2 separate regions of the Callithrix jacchus genome follow, and region 1 is linked to region 2. A link is a contact called in public Hi-C data. All regions are on one chromosome and are shown on one strand. The core of a region is the stretch at or near the end of the contact, and the rest is flanking DNA. Distances in the headings are between cores, read along the strand shown. Region 1 holds the start of DTWD2 (DTW motif tRNA-uridine aminocarboxypropyltransferase 2). Region 2 holds the start of TNFAIP8 (TNF alpha induced protein 8).

The links. A called contact is a pair of places that touch in the nucleus more often than the background predicts.
Region 1: a contact with region 2 is called in a Hi-C map of skeletal muscle, with 4 times the contacts expected there. The contact joins the promoter of DTWD2 here to the promoter of TNFAIP8 in region 2. A contact is called at or near these places in 2 of 3 Hi-C or Micro-C datasets (both in skeletal muscle).

What each region holds. Positions count from the first base shown.
Region 1 is chr2:90,639,820-90,646,627 of calJac240_pri, forward strand. It overlaps DTWD2 (DTW motif tRNA-uridine aminocarboxypropyltransferase 2), which reads left to right and starts at 3,914. Exons shown (of 7, transcript XM_008991641.5): 1 at 3,914-4,143. The coding sequence starts at 3,926.
Region 2 is chr2:90,311,969-90,318,350 of calJac240_pri, forward strand. TNFAIP8 (TNF alpha induced protein 8) reads right to left here and starts at 3,273. Exons shown (of 3, transcript XM_078365007.1): 1 at 3,164-3,273.

The DNA of each region.
Region 1 (6,808 bases), core at 2,664-5,163, 330 kb after region 2:
AGATCCCTGAGGAAAATCAGGCAGAAAAACAAAGACATTTTTATAGCTAGCTAGTGTCAGAAAACTTAAACAAAAAGAGAAGCATTATACTAATGGTATAACTAATGAAGAGAGTGCAGAAGATATTGGTGACAATTTGGGTGAAAGGGTGAAAGGCATGAAGCTGTAAAGGAAGGCCATGGCCTGAGGAAACCTATCTCAATCTGGAGGATGAGAAAAAGAAGAGCACCACTCTATCATCAATGAAGTAATTTAAGAATAACTTAAATAAAAATAATCATGATAGTTGTACTTGAGGATCTTGCATTAAATATTAGCATCACTGAACTCACTATTAATTCACATTAGAAAATTAGAAATATGGCTGGGCATAGTGGCTCATACCTGTAATCCCAGAACTTTGGGAGGCTGAGGCAGGTAGATCACCTGAGGTCAGGAGTTCGAGACCAGCTTGGCCAACATGGTGAAACCCTGTCTCTACTAAAAATAACAAAAATCAGCCAGGTGTGGTGGCACATGCCTGTAATCCCAACTATTTGGGAAGCTGAGGCAGGAGCGTGGCTTGAACCTGGGAGGTGGAGATTGCAGAGAGCTGAGATCATGTCACTGCATCAACAAAGCAAAATTCCATCTAAAAAAAATATTAGAAATACATTATTAAGGAAAGGTCAGCCCAGTAAACCAAAGACTAGAATTAATAGAAACTATCTTCCACTTATATAACTTGGTATTAAACAGACCATTATTAGATTTTGATGTCTAGTTAATATTCCATATTCTTTTTCTAAAAATAGTATTTACATGGTCAATGTGTAGAAAATTTGTAAGATACAAGAAAAACACAAGCAGACCGTTAATCTCAGCATCTTGATAGAAATATTGATTTTTGGGTATATATATTTCCATTTTTTTAATAGGTAGTTTTTATGAATTTGCAAGTGGGAATTTAGGTGAGCAAATTTATGGTAGGCAGAATTTTGGCACCTGTGATCTTTATCCTCTGGTATAAAGGGTTGTGAATATGTTACTTCACACAGCAAAAGGGAATTAGGTTTGCTAACCATTTGATTTTTAAATAGGGAGATTCTCCTGGATTATCTGGGTAGAAATGGAAGTGAAACAGGAAGTCAGAGAGTTGGTTAGAAAAATGTGATGGAAATCCAGGAGACAGGAGAGATTCAGAAAATGAGAAGGACTCAACCCCTGCCTGCTGGCTTCACAGATGGAGGACAGGGGCCATGAGCCAGAGAACATGGGTTACCTCTAGAAGCTGAGACTAGCCTCTAGCTGACTGTCAGCAAGAAAATAACCACCACAAGGAACTGAATTCTACCAACACCTAAATAAGCAAGAAAATAGATATCCTATAGAGCCTCAAAGGAATCCAGCCTGCCAACATCTAGATTTTAGTCCTGTGGGATCTATGTCAGATTTCTGACATACAGAGCTGTAAGATAAATATTGTATGTTTATAGGAGGGGGTGGAGGGTGGAGGAAAAAAAGTATGTGTTAAAAAGCCACTAAATTGACTACTCCGCCTATGGAGTAGCCATTCTTTATTCCTTTACTTTCCTAATAAATTTGCTTTCACTTTATGAATTTGCCTTGAATTCTTTCTTGTGTGAGGTCCAAGAACCCTCTCTTGCGTTCTGGATCAGGACCCCCTTCCAGTAACGTCTTCCTAGTGAATCCCAGAGAGGATACTGAGCAACCCCAGACTTAAAGGAAACAGATTGCAGCACTGATTGGCTGACTTTGCATAAGTGGTGGAGTAGCTGGATAAAGGATAGGATTGGGTAAGAGGCCCAAATTAGGGGAGTTACAGTCTCTCCTAAAACAGAGTAGTTTAAAAGCCCCTCTTAATAAAAGGCAAGGATGCTTGACTAAAACCTGGGTTCAAGGTTCAACTTAGGAAGGTTAGAGTCCTTATTAAGATTTAGGGGGTTAGAAGCCATCCTCTAAGTAATGTCCCTTTTGGTTAAAAATAGATTCGGTATTATGGGAAGTTAACCATCATTCTCTACGGATTAATCTGCCTTGCATTCTTTGCTGATGGCTATGGGTGACAGGACTAGGCACGTACAGGACCACGGAGCATGCATGGGGAGGTTTTCCTTCCCCAAAGGGGGAAACTAAGGCTGAAACTAAGTTCTAACCCAGGAGGTTAGAACAAAACTAGCTGGAGTTTTTAAAGAAAAGAGAACGAATCAGCAGAGCGGGGCATTACAAAAGCTATTTCTCAGGAAGTCTCATTTGTTTACAGAAATAACGTTGGTTAATGATTGGCTATATATTTTGTTGAACTATATATAGGGTTGAACTGTGGCATTTTATGGCTACTTGGTGTCATTCTAGAGCCTGCATAGCAAGTAGCTTCAAGAGGTAACTATTTAGCTCAAGGGAGAGTGAGACATGACTGCATGCATTCCTTAAAGTTTTTTTTTCCTTGTCATCTGCCTTCTCACACCACACAATTGGGAGTTTCAAGGGACCTTACATGACTTGAGCACATTTCACCTCTTGAAATTAAAGATGAGCAGTTTCCCTTTGTTTAAAGATAAGTCACATGAGAATTTAATTTTGTCAGTTAGAGAATTGGTCCTCCAACTTAAATCTGCAGCTAAGAGCAATATTCTGATTCATCTCCTTTCCTATAGTTTCTGGGTTTTGTTTATCCTCCAATTCCAAATGGCATAATTGCTAGTTCTTTCTCCCACTCAACATCCATCACCAGGTGGGTGTTTCACCCTTTTTCTATCCCTCACATAGGGCCCTCCAATGGAAAAGAGGGGTGCTGTTTTTTGGGGGAAAGAATGCAGGATAGTTGAATACAACAGCCCAATATTTTATTCACAAATTGATTTTAAGATGACTGAAAAATTTAATAGTGAAATAAACACTTTAATACAGTTTGCTCTATAACTATGTTGTCTACTTTGCTTCACATTTAATATATTACAACTATAGAGTTAAAACAATTGTGATTCCTTAATTCACATGATTAATGAAAACCAAGCTTAATTCTCGGTTTAAATGTTGTGTATTGCTGAAAGTAACACAAAGCATTAATAGATGAAAGGAATTCAACACCCATTTTGGGTATATAGTATTTCTGCCTTCAAGCTAACGTAGATTTCATTTGAGTTTTTAAAAAACAGCAACTGTGCTATACTACCATATCCAGTAGTTGTAAACACCTGGGCAACGTAGTTACCTTTCTAGGGCTTGTTTCCTTATACATAAAACCTATTGGTACCCCAGGCCAGCTCTCCTACATCTTCCTGGTCCGGGGGCCATGGACAATCTAAAAACCTCGTTTAACAAATATTTGGTGTTCAGTGTAAAACAGTGTGCTTGATGCCGAGAATACCATATTAGCACAAGACAGAACAGCAAGAAATTCACATAATGAAACGGACCAGCTGTGAGTAGTTTCCAGTGGATATAACCTTTGCTTTGTTGGCCTTTAAATAATAAGTAAATCAACTGCTGCAACTGCGATACGTGCACTCGTGGGAACACTGCAAATTCTTAAACTGCCATCCCAAGGCGGACAATACAGAATTTCATTTTATTTTCACTTTTCCAGGGGTTAAATTCGGGCCTGGTACTGCGGTGCTCTCAGGGAGGCTTCCCTCACCTCTCCCACTGACGCTACTTAATCTCACCTGCACTCTAGAACTACCCACACTTTCCTTCCGGGTTCTGGGTGAACTATCCCACTGGGCTTGGGCCAATGCGCTAGTTCCTTCTCAGCTGCAGGGTGGGACCTTGAGCCAGTCTTCAGAGACCCGCCCCCCCCTCCCCGCCCTCCGTACGTGGCGTGCGTGCAGGGCGTTGTGCGGCGCGGGCCGGTTTCTGCGGCGCTTGGCGCCCCCCGGCGGCAACGGGGCTTCAATGCCACGGCCTGACTGGAGCGTCAGCCATGGAGTCGCAGAAAGAGGCGCGAACACTCCAGGAGCCAGTCCAGCGGCCGCCTTGGGCCTCAAGGTCTCAGACACCGAAGGACAAGGAGCGGCGGGAGCGCAGCGCAGTGCCGGAGGCGGCTGCCCTGGGCGCAGAGGCGGACGACACCAGTGCGGACGGGCTATGGGAGCTGCCGGTGGAGCCGGCCGATCGGAGGCCCGAGTGCAGCCGCTGCAGGTGACCGCGGGGCCGGGGGCGGGGACTGCAGCCGGCGGTGGCCTTCGGAGGAGGCTGCGGCGCCCCCTGCAGGGGAGGCGGCGGTTTGGGCTGCTCTGCGCTTAGGTCGGCGGGGTTGGCGGTCGCACCTTGGAAATCCCGGAAATGCCTGGCACAGCTACTTAGAAGCCCTTTATCCAGGTTCATGATTATTTAACCTTACTTCCTGCAACATATTGAGCGTATCATGGGGTGAGCAGACATCAGTTCTGTTTCCAAGAAACTTAAGTGTCCAATAGGGAAAGTAAGGAGTGATGACAATAATACTTGTAGTTACGCAGTCAAACTTAAGTGGCATAGTCATATCACAGTTAAAAAACATAAGGTGGATTGGAGGAGAGAGGCAGTCTCCTTTGCCTGTCCTGCCAAAACTCTAAATATAGGGCCTTTTCAGGTCTTCATTATGGGTTCTCTTCTAAACCTACGCACGTCGACTGGTAATTTTAAAAATCAGTTTTCATGGTAAATTATCACCTATATCCTAGTGTATCTAGTTCAGACCTTTCTTCTGAGCACCAGAACTGTGTATTAATTAATTTATCAGGTGTTTATTGAGTGCTTTGATAATCACTGACAATTGTAGAGTATTCTCTACGCTACACTGTCTTTGTAGAGTATTCTCTTACTGGATACAGATAATAAACCTGCAAACAAACAAATATGTAATTACAAACTGGGAAAAAGCAATGAGGGAAAGGAATGGGATGCTATTGTAGAAAATAGCTAGATGGTGTCAGAAACTATCTCTGAGACCTGAAAGATGAGAATAATCTAGCTGGGGAAACAGCACTCCAAGAAGGGGAACAGAAAGACTGAATATGGTTGAAGATCTTACTGCTTGAGTACTTGGAGTATCTTACTTTGGACATTTTGACCTTTTCCTAGGGCTAGATTGTAAGGCTTCAGAGAAAGGGATCTTGAATATATAATGTTTTTATATTTTCTAAGTGTACTATGTATAGTTGATGCTCAGTAAACCTTTGAGGAGGATGGAAAATTTGTGATTTAGGGACTGTGATTTTGAACATAAGGGTTTGTGAATACAATTAATTTAAAGAGTTAGGGGAAACATTTAAAAATGTTTGGACAGATCTCAATAAGATACTGAAAGAAAAGTGTTTCAAATATAAATCAAAGGCTAAATTAGTGTGCTAGCTTTATTATGTAGTTTTTAGTCTGTTCAGAACTGTTAATTATAAACATGTAGTTAAAAAATCTGTTTAGTAGAGATTTATGATGCTTTTTTAAAAATAAAAATGACAGCAGGACAATATTCAACTCCAGGTAATACAGAGAACACCACAAAGATATTCCTCAAGAAGAGCAACCCCAAGGCACATAATTGTCAGATTCACCAGGGTTGAAATGAAGGAGAAAATGCTAAGGGCAGCCAGAGAGAAAGGTCGGGTCACCCACAAAGGGAAGCCTATCAGACTCACAGCAGATCTCTCAGCAGAAACCCTACAAGCCAGAAGAGAGTGGTGACCAATATTTAACATTCTTAAAGAAAAGAACTTTCAACCCAGAATTTCATATCCAGCCAAACTACGCTTCACAAGCGAAGGAAAAATAAAATCTTTTGTGAACAAGCAAGTACTTAGAGCTTTCATCACCACCAGGCCTGCTTTACAAGAGCTTCTGAAAGAAGCACTACACATAGATAGGAACAACCAGTATCAGCCTTTCCAAAAATATACCAAAAAGTAAAGAGCATCAACATAATGAAGAATTTACATCAATGAATGGGCAAAACAGCCAGCTAGCATCAAATGGCAGTATTAAACTCACAGATATTATTATTAATCCTAAATTTAAATCGACTAAATCCTCCAATCAAAAGACACAGACAGGCAAATTGAATAAAAAGCGAAAACCCATAGGTATGCTGCATCCAGACCCATCTCACATGCAAGGATACACAAAGACTCAAAACAAAGGGATAGAGGAAGATTTACCAACCAAATGGAGAGCAAAAATAAATAAATAAATAAAAAGCAGGAGTTGCAATTCTCGTCTCTGATAACATAGACTTTAAAGCAACAAAGATCAAAAAAGGCAAAGAAGGACATTACATAATGGTAAAAGGATCAGTGCAACAAGAAGAACTAACGATCCTAAATATATACGCACCCAATACAGGAGCACCCAGATAAGTAAGACAAGTTCTTAATGACTTATAAAGAAACTTAGACTCCCACACAATAATAGTGGGAGACTTTAACATCACATTGTCAATATTAGACAGATCAATGAGACAGAAAATTAACAAGGATATTCAGGACTTGAACTCAGACCCGGAACAAGTAAACTTAATAAACATTTATAGAACTGTCCACCCCAAATACACAAAACATACATTCTTATCAGTACCACATCACACCTACTCTAAAAGTGACCACATAATTGGAAGTAAATCACTCCTCAGTAATTGCATAGCATTTCACAGGTTTAAATGAAATATTGGTTGGCTGCTTGTTTGTTATTTTCCTCCCTTATTCCTTTCTGTCCCCATTGTTAAGCATAATTAAGGGCATAAAAGAGGTTTTCAATACCCATTTTTAGACTGCATTCTAACCTGGGCAATAAAGCAATACTCCTGTTCTCTCTCCCTCTTTCTCTTCCTCTT
Region 2 (6,382 bases), core at 2,023-4,522:
ATGGTTCTCTGATTTTTTTTTTTTAACTTTCTACAAATCATTCCTTTTCAGCTACTGGGCAGCACAACTGAACTAAAAATGCCTAGAAACTGCAGTTGGCTCAGACACCAGGGCCACAATCATCAAAACCAGAGACGAGTATGGGAAGAAAATTCTTTGCTACAGGGAAACATAAAAGTTGGGTGTTACGAGGGCTTTTTCAGTGTTTGTTGAGTTCTTACTGTGTGTATTTGGTATTAAATGCAGGATGTGGGCAGTGTGAGGAGGAGTGAGGTGATAAAAGTTAATCTGGCACCACACAATTCCTTCCCTTAACTTCTGTAACGGAGCCAGAGATCCCTGAGGATGCCAAAGCAGGGGATACTGTTCACTTTGTGATCCAGGTTGGCCCCTGTGCACATCACCATTGCCAAAGTCAATGCCCCTGGCACTGGGATTGTTCTAGCAGCCCCTATGCCCTTCCCCTCTTTGAGGAAGCAAGTGGCCCTTATTTACCATCACTGTTTTTTCCCCTGCCTCCTGGAGGTTATCCCATGTTCACCCCCTTCAACTGCTATCAGGCATAAATGGAGGGGGTGGGGAATGGACCATTCCACATGATATAGAACAAAGCTCGATTCTGAGTATGAATGAAATCCCCAGGAAGGGTGTTACTGCCACATTGGGCTATCTCCTGCAGAAGAGAATTAATTGGATCAATTGGATCAATTAAATATAAGACTTCTGCAGTGCCTGGCACTGTGGTAGACTCAGCTTTAAGAATCACCTCTGTGAAGTTCTCCAAGCCATAAGTCACACAAAAATCCGATCCTCCCCCAACTTGGCATTTCCTAATGAGTGCTGTTTGGATGCAATCATTCCTCTCCACACACCCTTTCCTCCATTTCAACAGAATGAGAATTGCAAAGAACCGGCCTCATAAAATACTCTGTTCCTAGCCCTGGCAGTATGTTCACTCCCATTCTGTTTAGGATCCCAGGACAGCCTGTCCTCACGACAGCTCAACACCTAAACAAAGACTATGTCTAGCAATATAGTCCAAAATAAAAAATTAAGAGGCAACAGCATGAGATTCCTCAACTCACACAAACTTTTCTTGGTGAGTTTAAACACACTGGAACAAAAGGCACAACATCGTAAAAGTCTCCCTTAATGAAAATGTTTAAAAGGCCCATTTGTGCAGGATCCTTATGCTTTTGGTAGAACCTTTCTATAATCATTGATTTATTAATGATTCTTAAATCGTCACATAATCTAGATTAATATAATGATTTATAAAGTCTACATCTATCAATCCAAAGAGTGTAACACAACATATTCAATATCTAAGGAATTCATATTTTACAGAGGAGTAGGTAGTAATCTACTTCCGTAAGCTTTATTTACTCAGATTACAAGTAAAAACTCAAAAGATGGGCTGGGATTGGGGGAGGCAATTAATGTGTATGGAGGGGAAAAGGCATAAAAAATATCTATGAAAAAGCAAATCGTGTTACGAGCTAGAATATTAACAACTATTTTTGGGCCCCTGTAGCCCCAGCTACTCAGGAGGCTGAGGCAGGAGGATCACTTGAGCCCAGGAGTTCAAGACCAGTTTGGGCAACATAGCAAGACCCTGTCTCTATACACAAACAACAATAACTTGCTGACTTAATCTCCTCATGACAGATCTAATTAGAAGGTGGCAATAAATGTGTCCAAGGGTTTAATTAAATGTGATAATTATTTCTTTCCTTAAAGAGAGATGGAGTCACACGTTTACATTGCAAAGTATAATGTTTCCTTAGTTAAAACAGTGTGGAAACACTTCTGTGTAACACAGGATTCAAACCAGGATAAAAATACCTGCTATGATAAGCAGCACTTAAAGTGATTTATCAACTCTTACCTTTCATGTGCCAATGCACAATGGCTTCTTAAAGGTTACCCTTTTTGGTTCTTTCCTTTGGCCACACAATTTTGTTATCCTTACCCTCAACGAATACTTTCTACTCAAAATGTGATTCCCCTATCAGCACCTCTTAAATGGATTATTATCAATGAAGTAGAATATTCTACTTTCATAGAAAGAAAGTAGCAAGAATAAACTGAAATGTAGAACTCAGAGACACTATTAAAATTAGATAGGACCCAGCAACCAGGCAATCAGTTTATAGATGAAGAAACCATTTTACAGAGAGACTCAAGTATAACACTTCTGTTATGATAACAAAGCTTTCAATTAATTTTCTAAGTGTAGAAATACATACGGCATTGAGAGAGTACTGACCTACCCCCCTTAAAAATAATTTATGTAGGGTTGGAATGATCAGTCTTAAGCAATACAAGGATTTTTTGTTTCAACACTGGGCACTTAACTACTGTTTGATTCCTTCTATGATTCCTGTGGAGACACTGCTCCTTCTACATAAAGCTCCTGTGTTTTAGACTATCTGTTGGTTTAGAAATACAGCGTCACTGAAGCAATTAACATATTTAAGGTGCCTAAGCCTGGTGGGTCAGCCTGGTCTTGAACATGCCTATCAGCCGCCTGCAGTCCAAGAGCGCTCATCAGGTGTCTGCCGCAGGTGCTGAGGGGGCTCCAGTGCCACATGTGTAGTCATGCGCGCGAGCGCACACACACACACACACACAAACACACACACTTTCTTCAAAGGAAGTCGCCATTGAGTGATTTCAAAGCAGGGATCTGGTCTCTGCCCATTTTACAATGCAAGGTCGGATTACAATCTCAGGCCAGCAACTCAGTCTGCAATCTGGGGCATCCTGATAACCCGGGCAGCGCTTTCGCCAGCATGTGTGGTTACAGGAGGACGTGACAAATAGCGAGGGAAAGAAAAAGGCGGGGGAAGGAAAAGGGCTCGGAGCAGGAGGTAAAGGTTAAGAGGTCGCCCTGAGTAGGTAAGGGTTCCTAATAGAGGGTCTCGCATCCTCAGTGCAGCACTGGAACTGAGTAAAATTCCCGGGAGTTTCCGAAGCTGTGCGCTCCTGCACACACTCGTACGCACACTCAAATACAGTCGTTCAACCGCACCCTCACACCCACTCACACTCGCTTCAGAAACTCTCTGAGCCGGAGGCGCGCCCCGGGAGCAGCCCGCAGCCCAGCGGCCGGAGAGGCGCGGGGGTGTGCGCGGGACGGGCGCGCCCAGGAGCCACTTACTCGGAGAAGTGGCGCGGCGGCGCCGGGACGCTGAGGCGCGAGCTGGGCGGTCTGGCGGCGCCGAGTTCCCTACTGGCCCGGTGGCTGGCGAGCGCTCGCAGACCTTAGCCAAGCGCGGGCTAGAGCGGGCGGGAGAAAAGGAGCCAGGGGCGAGGGGCGGAGCTTGCAGGAGGGGCCAGAGGTGTGGCTGGCAGCCCGGGGAGGAGCCGGGAAGTCGGGGACCGAGCCGGCAGGGGAGGAGGAGCCGAGAGGTTGGGGCGGGGCGGGGTGGGAGAGGAGGAGCCAGGAGACAGGACAGCAGGGGTCGGAAGTGGCCCGGCGCTGGAGAACGCAGAGAAGGGCGGAGCGGCGGCCTGGGATCCAGACTTGGACCTCGAAGCCCAGACCGCTGGACGCTAGAGAACGGGATCCGCTTGGGACATACGCAAAGAATATCCTATCCCTTGAGCCCCTCAGTTTCGTCCGTTGTAAAAATGAGACACCAACCTTGTAGTGTGTTGAGATGATTAAATGGGGTCATGCATTTGCATCGTGCCTTGTACTTAACAAGAACGCGTGAATGTTCGTGTCTGTTGCCATCATTATTGACTATTATGATAATGACTCATGAGAGCCCCTAAATTCCGCTGCTCTTCGGCCGTTCATCGTCGGCTGGTCTTATAGTCTACCCGACGATAGCTGACGCGCTCCCGATTCTTGGTTTCCATTGGCGGAGAATGCAGGGCTTCCTGCAAGGCGCCCGCTCTCTGCCGCCCTCCCGCGGACTTAGCTGTGACTGACTTTGCTTGTGGAGCCGGAGCCTTGCTCTCAGGGGCCACCAGAGACCGCCAGGATGGAGCAGAATCTGGATCTTCATTCTGTTGAGGAGCCCTGGCCCGGGGTAGCCATTTTCAAGGGCAAGGGACCCTTGTGGGAGTACGACGAATTCATCCACACCATAAACATCCATTAAGCACCTACTACATCGCAGCGGGGTGCAGAGGGCTGGGAATACTAATAATACTAGCAAAACTTAATATGTGCAGGTCACCGTTCTACTCACAACAATCTATGGTATAGATCCTGTCACTGCCCCTGCTTTACACAGGGAAAGGGAGACATCGTGAAGTAAATAGCCTTCCGAAAGAAAGTTACATATTTGGGAAATGGCCGAGTTTGGCTTGGAGAGAGGAAGGTAAACTCTTGATAGGTGAAACAGACAAAAATCACAACACATTTGGGTTTAATGCAAAAGATAGAAACATACACAAGGTACGGAGGTTTTTACAAGAGGACGTTGTCCTGTGATTACAACTGTGGGGAAAGACGTCAGGGAGATCTTCTTGGAGTAGGTGATGTCTCAGCTGAGTTTGGAAGAAAGAATGGGAGCTTCAAAAGCCCCTATAAGTGAGGAAGAATCACAGTAAACTTTTTCAAGCCTGAAGAAGGACGGAGGAGAAGTGGAATCGTGGTCAGAATGAAGCTAAAACAAAAGAGGACCAAACTCAAGGGCTGTTTTCCTATAGAAGCTAAACATTAATTTGACCTTTGATTGGTAGGAAGCCAGAAGGGTTTTAAGCACAGAAGATAGGTCAGGTGTGTTTCCAGAAAGTTTAATTTGGAAACATAAAAGATCCCAGAACCAAGAAATTTGCTTAAAAAATATTGAAATATGTCAGGGTGAGATACTTTAGTAGGCAGAATTACTAGAGTTACAGAAAGAGGTCTTCTTAATCCCTGGAAGCTGTGAATATGTTGTCTTACATGGCAAAAGAAATTTTGCAGGTGTTACCTTCTCATTCCGTCATGAAAAAAAAAATAAAGAAAGAAATTTTGCAGATGTGATTAAGGTTGATGCCATTGCCCGGCATGGTGGCTGCAATCCCAGCACTTTGGGAGGCTGAGGTGCGTGAATCCCGAGGTCAGGAGTTCAAGACCAAAAAATGGTGAATCCCCATCTCTACTAAAAATACAAAAATTAGCTGGGCGTGGTGGCAGATGCCTGTAATCCCAGCTACTTGGGAGCCTAAGGCAGAGAATTGCTTGAACCTGGGAGGTGGGGGTTGCAGTGAGCTGAGATGGTGCCACTGCACTCCATCCTGGTCAACAGAGCAAGACTCTGTCCCCCCTACCAAATAAAGGTTGATGCTGTTGTGGAGATAGGGGATTATCCTGGTTTATTTCAGTGAGGCAAATCTAATCACCTGAATCCCCTAAAATGGAAGAAGAGTGGGTCAAAGAGAATCAAAGTGTGAAAGGAACTCAATCTGAACCATGAACCAAGGACTGCGGATAGCCTACAGGAGCTGGGAAAGGACCTTAGTTGACAGCCAACAAAAAAATTGACTTTCTGTATCTGGTCTAAACTTGCATTTCTTCCACAGTCCTACAGTAGCAGAAACTGAATTCTGCCAATAACCCAAATAAGCAAGGAAATGGATCCTCTCTTAGAGTCTTCAGAAAGTAATTGAGCTCTGCTGACACCTTTTATACTGCTGACACTGATACTGATTTATGGGCTACAGAACTGTAAAGTAATACATTTGTGTTATTTTAAACCCCTAAATTTGTGATCATTTGCTATGGCAATAGTAAAAAACTAATACAGATGCTGAGGGCCTAAACTATGTAGATGGAAAGGAGAATATGCATTCAAGACTTATAAAAGCCTGGAGATTGAGGGGATGGGGCGAGTGAAGGAAGGTGAGTCATGCAGGTGGATTTAAAGGGCTTCAGGATTGGCAGGGTTAATCATTGGTGGTATCATTCAGTGGAAAGGACAAAGATAGGTATTTTCTTCTTCCTCCTCCTCCTCCTCCTCCTCCTCCTCTTCCTCCTCTTCTTCTTCTTCTTTTTCTTCTTCTTCTTTTTAGATGAAGTCTCATTCTGTCACCCAGGCTGGAGTGTAGTAGTATAACCTCTGCTTACTGCCAACCTCCGCCTCCTGGGTTCAAGCGATTCTCCTGCCTCAGTCTCCCGAGTAGCTGGGACTACAGGCCCACACCACCACGCCAGGCTAATTTATTGTATTTTTAATAGAGACACGGTTTCACCATGTTAGCCAGGAAGGTCTTCATCTCCTGACCGCATGATCCGCCTGCCTCAGCCTCCCAAAGTGCTGGGATTACAGACATGAGCCACCTTGCCCAGTCAAGGATACATACTTTCTAAAAACCTCTGAAGTCTGCAGTAATTTAACTACAGTAGGATTAAAAGGGTTTGTACACTCCCAACCTCTCC